Regions from separate parts of the Triticum aestivum genome. Here region 2 is linked to region 1. The links are chromatin contacts, called in public HiCAR-type maps. All regions are on one chromosome and are shown on one strand. The core of a region is the stretch at or near the end of the contact, and the rest is flanking DNA. Distances in the headings are between cores, read along the strand shown. Region 1 holds the start of LOC123084993. Region 2 holds the start of LOC123084994 (strigolactone esterase D14).

Region 1 (4,110 bases), core at 444-2,943:
CTGGTAACAAACAATTGAAGCAAGTAACCGAACCCAGCAAGCAATACAGCCTTGCTTTCTGCTTTTATTCCCTTGAATCGCTCAAACAGATGCCTATGGTAGCTTCCTTTGACATCCTTGACAATACCTTTATTCAAATTCTTGAGCCCAAAATATCCACTAAGATGTTGTGGATGAAACAGTCCATTTGACAAAATTTCTTCAGCAATCTTCAACGTGGATCCTGCGTGCTTGTGCTTGATAGAATTTGCTTGTGAATTAAGTAAAACCAACAATTCCAACAGCGGATCAAGAATCTTGTCAACAAAAGGACGGAAAATATTCTTAGGATTTGCATGGAATCTGAGAAAGCTTGAAAATTGCTCAAGCAGACAATTTCCAAGATTCTGAAGAATGGTACAACCCTTTTTCTCATTAGTTGAAACCTTCTGGACAAGATTAATAGCCTCGGTGACACAAGAGGTCCACAAATCCACGGGTGCGTTGAAGAAAGCTCTTGTATTGGAGGAGAAAAGAAAGGACACGCAGTGGAAAACTCGTTCAAAGAGCAAAAAGGATTCATGGTCATCACATGGAGCGCCGATTTGAACTCTGCTCAAACCATCCTTTGCAATGCAACCAAGTGGTTGAAGTAGCTTCAGAGAAATTGAGACTGACGGCTTCTTTTCAATGCAAAATCTCAGAATTTCCCAGCATCTATAATCTAAAACAGGATCAAAAGGCTCTGGAACCTTCTTAGACGGAAGTAGGATAGATTGCACCCAGTTTCCAATAAATGAAACCATTCGCAATAGCTGGATATTGTCCGCTCTATGGCCATGGGTTGAACGATTTGACTCGGCCTTTATAAAATTGAATGCCAGTTCAACCTTTCTGCATGATTTAGCATACAAAAGTTAGAATCACAAACAGCAAGAGCATAATAAGGTTCATCCAGGAATTATTCCCCAACTAAGAAACACTGGACTATGTGTTGCAATATCCAAGTATCACCAAACAGATGCTATTGAGAATCGGAGGTCATAAAAAGATACTGTATAATCATAAGCATATTTTCGCCTCCACAGAACAATTAAGCTAAAATCTGACCTTAATTAATGCAACTGTTTTTACAGAGTAATTATTATTGTTGTTATTATCCTAAGTCAACAATGATCCAACCAGTGCAGGTGTAAACTTCTGGCCACATGCCCACATCATCTCCCTTTGAATCACACAACTACAACGAAACTACATTTCCAAATATACTAGCTGGCTGAATCAGACGAATCTCCTCATGTAGCTACCTAGAGCAGCGCATCCCCAAATCCACGTAGCCGCAGCCAGACTAGAAGCACGCGAATTACTACAGAAAAATTGCTTCGATCCTACTCGGAGATTGGGCACACAGGGGTGCTAAGCTGCATCGAACCGCAAGCGGGGGGCAGCGAGGGGATGACCTTTGGAGGGAGAGCCCCTTGCCCTGGAGGGAGAGGACGAGGTCGAGGTTTTCCGCGAAGCGGGGCCGGGAGAGCGCGGGCTCGCTCGGGCCCTCTCCTGCGGGGGGCGGCGACTGGCTCCGCGGGCGCTTCCTCGACGCGCCGCGGGGGCTGGAGGCGGCCGCCGAGTCCGTGGCCATGGCCATGGGAGCGCGAAGGGGGGCGGAGGGAGGGAGGGAGGGAAGCTAGGGTTCTGGGTTTTGCTTTTGCGGGAGCGTTTCGTTTTGGTACACCTGTGCTGCGGTTCGCACATGGCGTCGAAGGCGTGGCACGAATCTTGAAGCGGAAACTCATAGAAAGGCAGCAAAAAAAATGAAGGAAAAAAAGAAAATAAAAGTGGAAAAAATGTATATCAGAGCCAGATTTCGATCCTGCGACCTGTGGGTTATGGGCCCACCAGGTTTCCGCTGCGCCACTCTGATTCTTCTTGTGTTGGTATTGAAACTTACCTTGTTATACATATCCTGCCCTTCTCCTGCCTTGCAGACTCAAGTCTCTGCTTCCTGCTTCAGAGCTAGATGCTTGAACAGAGCTGATCCACGCCATAGTTTCAGTTTTAGTGCAAGGGTACCGCCGGATTGCGATGGTCCAATAAGCTCTTGAATTTGGTTCATTCTCCCCTGCAGGACATCTTCCACAGCTCCATGTGTTGAAGATCCGACAGGTGCCATACCAGGCACTCATTCTCCCCTAGGTGCCATACTAGGTTGAAGAAAGTATGTCCAGTTGCTGTACTAGTACCATTGCTAAATATATAAGTTCTCATGAAATCTGCACCAGCAAGACATTTTTAATATCAATTCATCCATCACTCTATAGATTTGAACTGCACATTTTTATCATCAGCTCATGATTTCTGAAAAACAACACAAATTGTGCAGTATAACTCAATAACAACTGACCATGTAAACAACATATGTCAGCACTGTAATGAATCTCTGAACACAACCTCGCAATTACACATCTCTGATTCTCTGAACATGTGCACAATGACACATAGAATTCAGAAAAGCAGGCTAACACATCTCTGATTCTCTGAACATGTGCCAAGGATCAACTTCTACTTGATGGATCAGCACTAATGACTCATGATTGTTGATGGCTCATCCAAGCACAATCACATCAAGAGAGTTTATGCTAGCATTTACACAGATGGCTCATCAAAGCACAGTCACATCTATAGTAGAGAGTTTCATTACACTCGTTGCGCTGCGTTCCACACGGCCAGTGGGATTTTGAGTAGATTCTTCTGGGGCATGGCCGGCGGGATGAACTTGATCCTTGGTGTCTTCCTTTTCGGAAATGACAGAGCATCGACCTTCTCAACGGCGTCGGCGGCGGAACGAGGAGCTGCGAACCATGGGTGCTTCAGCGCGGCGGCTGCCGTCAGTCGCTCGTCGGGGTTGCACGTGAGGAGCCCTTGCAACACCTGGAATCCTTTGTCGGACAGCTTCTCTTCAGGGAACAAATCCCGCAGCCGGTGCTTGTTGTGCCCCGCCTGTAGCAGCTGCGGCGCCTTCTTAGCCAGCGGCAGCGACGTGAAGCCTGGCCACGTCCTCTCGTCCGGCACCCCGAGCACCCGGAAGATGCTCCACAGCTGCTTTACGTCATTCTTTGTCTCGTCTTCCTCCTCGTCTTTGGGGTCGACCGTGAACAGCGTCGTGCCGGTGAGCAGCTCGGCAAAGACGCAGCCGATGGACCACGTGTCCACGAGCGCGTCGTAGTCCTGCTTGCCCAGGATCATCTCCGGCGCCATGTAGGGCGCCGTGCCGACCTGGTTGTACGGCGGCCAGTCGCACATGGACATGGCCAGCCCGAGGTCGCAAATCTTGAGGAGCTCCCCGTTCTTCCCGACGAGGATATTGGCTGGCTTGATGTCACGGTGGACGATGTGGCGCTCGTGCTCGTGCATCTTTTCGGCGCCGGTCAGGAGCTTCCGCATGAAGTCGCGCACCGTGGATTCCGGGAGCGGCGGGTCGCCGCGCCTGTCCCACAATAAAGACAGGAGGCTCGACGCCGCGACGTACTCCATGACGAGGCCGGCGGTGTCGCCGGTGGCCGGGTCGCACACCATGCCCTCGAAGCCGACGACGTAAGGGTTTCCGTTGCAGGCCTCGAGGAATCGTGCCTCCCGCTCAAGATCTTGGACGTCGGGGGGCTCCTCGGTGTCGTCCGGCGAGGAGAGGAACTTGACGGCCACGTCCTTTTTGGTGACGCGGTGGCGCATCCTGTGGACGACGCCGAAGCCACCCTCGCCTAGGCAGGCCACCTTCTCGTAGTCGTCGGTGCTCCCGATGGAGGCGCGGCTCCTCTTGCAGCACGTCGGCGATTGTTGATGTTGAGCCGTCGCGTGGCCGTGGTCGGCGTCGAGGACGGCAGCAGGTCGCTTGCGGGCGGCCATGGCGCTAGCTCGACGAACGAACTGCTTTGGTTGGTGGAGAGGGCGGCGGCAGAGATTGATGATGGAGAAGGGGGAGGGAGGAACTTCCGTATGGATCTACACGCTGCGTTGGCTATTTGTTTCCACAGGTTGCCTCACCGACTCGCCATGGAATTCAGCTCAGTCCGAATTACGGTGGCAGACAGCTTCTTTGCCTTGCTGCCTGCGTTTTCGTTTGACCGACGGCGGATT
Region 2 (4,110 bases), core at 759-3,258, 330 kb before region 1:
AATGCGGGCGATGACGACGACGACGGCTAATTACCATTGTTGTTAATTAATGCTCGATTGATGCCCACCCATCCAACGCAAGCGAGTTGGATTAGATAGATATTAGCGTCGGGTGGGTTGTGGTTGGGGTTGGGCTTGAGCAAGCAACAGCGCACCAACCATATCAAAAGCTAAGCATCACGCCGATCATCACGTCTGCTCCGGTGGCCCCCCCCACACACCCACTTACCCCACGGCTAAGCTAAGCTAAGCTAAGCATCCCGTCCCAAATAATAAAAACGGCTCGTGTTAGACCAAGCCTATCTTTTTCCTAATCAAATACGAGTAGTACGTACGTACCCCGTGCAACTTGATGTTACAAAATGAGATTTCTCGGAGATAGTGGCTGGATAATAAACCCAGTAAAGTAGTCTGGTAGGTGCAGTGGAGCAGCGCGACACGCCGCTGCCTGCGAATGTCTTGTCACGCCCGAGCAGATGACAAGATGATCGCGTAGTACGAGTCACCGCCGGGGCCAGTTCGGTACGCGTACGCTCGGCTCGGCTCCTAGATGGGAGCTAGGTCAACTTCGTTATCCGCGCTACACGATACTCCATGTCCATGGTGATAGGATGGGCCATGCACGACGTGGACAACCGACCGCCACGCGTTATACTCATCCATAGGAGTAGACCAGAGCGGCAGTAATTTCTTCTCTCTCTTTTACTTTTTTCTGGTGCTAGAACCGGGCGAGCGCGCGGCGGAGCACCTGGGCGAGGAGGCTGGGGGCGCTGAGGTGGGGGAGGTGGCCCTCCGTCGGCAGGGGCTCGATGGTGGTGCGCCCGCCGAGGTGGGCCCTGAGGTAGGCGGCGACGTTGGCCGGCACGGAGACGTCGCGGGTGGTCTGCACCACCACGCACGGCGCCTGCACCATGCCCAGCACGCCGCGGAGGTCCGTCTTGAACACGCTCTGGCAGACGTGCAGCGAGATGTCCGGCCGCATGTTGAACAGCGTCCGGCTGAACTCCTGCACCGCCGCCGGCACGTCCGCGCCCACCGCCAGCGGCGCGTACCCCTTGGCCCACGCCTCGTAGTTGGCCGACATCGCCTGGAACACCTGCTGGATCTCCTCCAGCTCGAACCCGCCGTGGTAGTCGCTGTCGTTCAAGAACCTGCTCGATCGATCGATCGATTGATTGATTACTCCGGTCGGTTAGTTCGCCGCGCGTCGCGTGCAACGGTGCAAGGAAACGAAAAACTATAATTGACCACCCACCTAGGCGAGGCGCCGATGAGGACGAGCTTGGCGAAGAGGTCGGGGCGGCGGATGGAGGCGAGGATGCCGATCATGGCGGAGACGGAGTGGCCGACGAAGGCGCAGCGCGGGATGCGGAGCGCGTCGAGGATGGCGAGCAGGTCGTCCACGTAAGCGTCCAGGTTGTTGTAGCGGCGGAAGTCGAAGTGGTCCGGGTTGACGCTGCCGGCGCAGACGAGGTCGTAGAGCACCACGCGGTGCTCGCGGATGAGGTACGGCAGCACGCGGCTCCACGCCGACTGGTCCGTGCCGAAGCCGTGCGACAGCACCACCACGCGCTCGCCGGTGCCCACCACCCGCACGTTCAGGATCTGCAGCAGCTTCGCCCCGCTCGGCGCGCCCCCCACCATCGCCTCGCCGGAGCTGGACGCCGGGGCCGGGCTGCTACCTCCGCTGCCGCCGCTGCTGGGGCTGAGGGGATGCGTGGACCGGAGCATGAGACGACTGCCTTGGGGCCTGGGTCGCACGGGCGGTGCCGCTCCTTATATACTACTGGCTGGCTGGCTAGCTAGCTAGCAAGCAGCGGAGGCCATGGCGTTCTTGGCTACCTCTCTCTCCCCTCCTCTGCTTTATTCCCCTCGCTTGCTCTGCTCCCCTCTGGATTTCTTTCCTGGTCTGGTTTGGTGTGGTGTGGGCGACGAGAGAGTTTTGTTTTGTTTCCGTTTTGGAGGTGTAGAATAGTGTGATGATGTGCCCAATTATCCACGCCGCACCGGATAAAAAGGAGAGGCACCTAATAATTCTAGCCGCTAGGTTTTGTTTTTTATTGATTTGGTTTTTTGTGCGCGTGACAGGCCCAGAGATGTCAATATGTCATTGTTACAAAATTACTTTGACCCGCTCTGTGGTGCCTAACATCACTGTCTTCTTTATTAGCTGCATATGGGGCAATCGTACAGTTTTGTAACACTGTAATTTTTTGGTACGGTACTAGATTAAGGGGAGTGGCGAGTATATTTTATTTTACCTTTTTTACTAGCTACTATGTTTTATTTTACCTATTAGTAATGCTAGCGCTTGTATTTTCTTTCTTCTCCAATTATAATTGTGGAAATGAAGGTACTTTTTAGCAGGGGTTGTAACCTCATTTTAAGTACAGAAAAAAAATCTTTAGTAAATCGATTTAATTCAGTTTTATTATTTAATTTAACCACAATAAAGTTCCTAAATTAGGCTTTGCACCATGATTACTGCCAAAAATACCAAATTGTATGTTTGAAATTTCCAATTTTAATATAAGCTAAATATAGTGCATTTTCAAATGACTTGGTACCTCCTCCCCCCCCCCACCCCCACGAGAAGGCCTTGACCATATGTTAAAATTCTCCAACCCTTGCAAGACCATCCTTATAAAAGCAGAAAATAACACACATGTTCTTGTGTATATCAACTTTGTCTTCCTTCTACACTTGTCGCCAGTGCGCTGTGAGCAATGCTCGATGCCGCATCTGGATTTGTGAAAGACAATCAAAGATAAGGTAGTGTTGTTGACGCAACGCCAGAGCAATTGCTTGTCGGGGCTAGAAGAAATCAGCGACAATGAACTGGACATTAGATCGCTCTCGCAGAGAAGAAGGTGGCAAAGGGGCTAGACAACAATTCATATCCGACCATATTGAATCGGTAAGGCCTTACGTCACCACCTTCACAATGAAGGTGAAGTTGGTCATGCATCACCAGACGTTAAAGGCCAGAAGATAAAAACAAGAACTATCACATCCACTCCGCGAGGACATCGTTCAAGACCATTTGGACGAAACTTAGAAAAAAAATAGGAACCAAGATTTTGCCTTGACTGAAGTTCCGACTCTCTACCAACATCAACCAGCACCCTCGGGACGAGGACATGATGGGAAGATGTTATTCCATGGCACTAATGATGTCATCGCCTCGCCACCAACGTCGAGCCACCTAAACTGAGTCCCACCTAGAGTTAGGGTGACCAAATACGACCAATCCCAAACTAGGGCTTCCCCCACCTCACATGTACCGGAAGGCACCCGGGGGCATGTGAAACCAGCGGTGCGGATTTACACGTTAGATCTAACGAGCGGGCCTTGAACGTCAGATATACTACAATCAAACTAGCTAGTTTGTATATTTTGGCTGTGTGCGGATTGTTAGTGCAAAATATATGGTTCCTTGTTGCAAACCTCAAAGGTCATGGTACAGTGAGATAATAAAATGAGCCCGTAGACTGAAAAAACATCTTGTGTCGTTCTCGCGAGCGGCGTTGGGCTAACCCTAGCCTCCAACCCACGGTCGCTTCCTCCAACCTCTCTTTCCCTCCCCGTCACGGGGCGAAGCCCGGTTGGCGTCAACGGCGCCAGGTTCCTCTTCCTCTCTTGGCATGTGGCAGCACCGCGAGATGTGGCGGCATAGCGGGGGCGTGGTGCTGGTGCGGGGTGGGGTGGGGTGGCGGCTGGGCTCTCGGTCGGGCGGTGGTGCGGGCGGGCGACCATCCCGTGGTGGTTGCATGGTGGGAGGCCAAGGCGTGGCGTCGGGTTGGGGGCTAGGGCATGGGCGGCACTGAGGGCGCAGATCCAGCGCGGATTTGGCCCTGCAGGGGCGACCACGACCACCGGCCGGGGGCGAGGCACTCGGCAGCCTCCTCTAGATTCCTAAAGGTGTGGATCCGTTGGGTTGTGGAAAGGGTCTTGGGCTGGGGCAAGTTCATCTTCACGTGATCCTTTCAGCCCATCGCGCGGTGGATGCGCCCATTGGTGAGGTAATCGCGGTGGCTTAGGCGGCCACGGTTGATGTTCGATAGCGGGGCACGGGTGGTGGTAGCTCCTCCCTTCTCCTAGATCTAGGCC

The links. HiCAR-type assays count read pairs that join an accessible place to other places.
Region 2: a contact with region 1 is called in a HiCAR-type map of leaf, with 9 times the contacts expected there. The contact joins the promoter of LOC123084994 here to the promoter of LOC123084993 in region 1. A contact is called at or near these places in 2 of 5 Hi-C or Micro-C datasets (both in leaf) and 1 of 1 datasets of contacts at active chromatin or transcription factors (leaf).

What each region holds. Positions count from the first base shown.
Region 1 is chr4A:37,966,174-37,970,283 of IWGSC CS RefSeq v2.1, reverse strand. It overlaps LOC123084993, which reads right to left and starts at 1,693. Exons shown (of 10, transcript XM_044506544.1): 1 at 1,440-1,693; 2 at 1-873. The coding sequence starts at 1,624. LOC123081705 (putative cyclin-dependent kinase F-2) reads right to left here and starts at 4,023. Exons shown (of 1, transcript XM_044504248.1): 1 at 2,058-4,023. The coding sequence starts at 3,879. The coding sequence ends at 2,674.
Region 2 is chr4A:38,293,078-38,297,187 of IWGSC CS RefSeq v2.1, reverse strand. It overlaps LOC123084994 (strigolactone esterase D14), which reads right to left and starts at 2,008. Exons shown (of 2, transcript XM_044506545.1): 1 at 1,256-2,008; 2 at 271-1,151. The coding sequence starts at 1,731. The coding sequence ends at 719.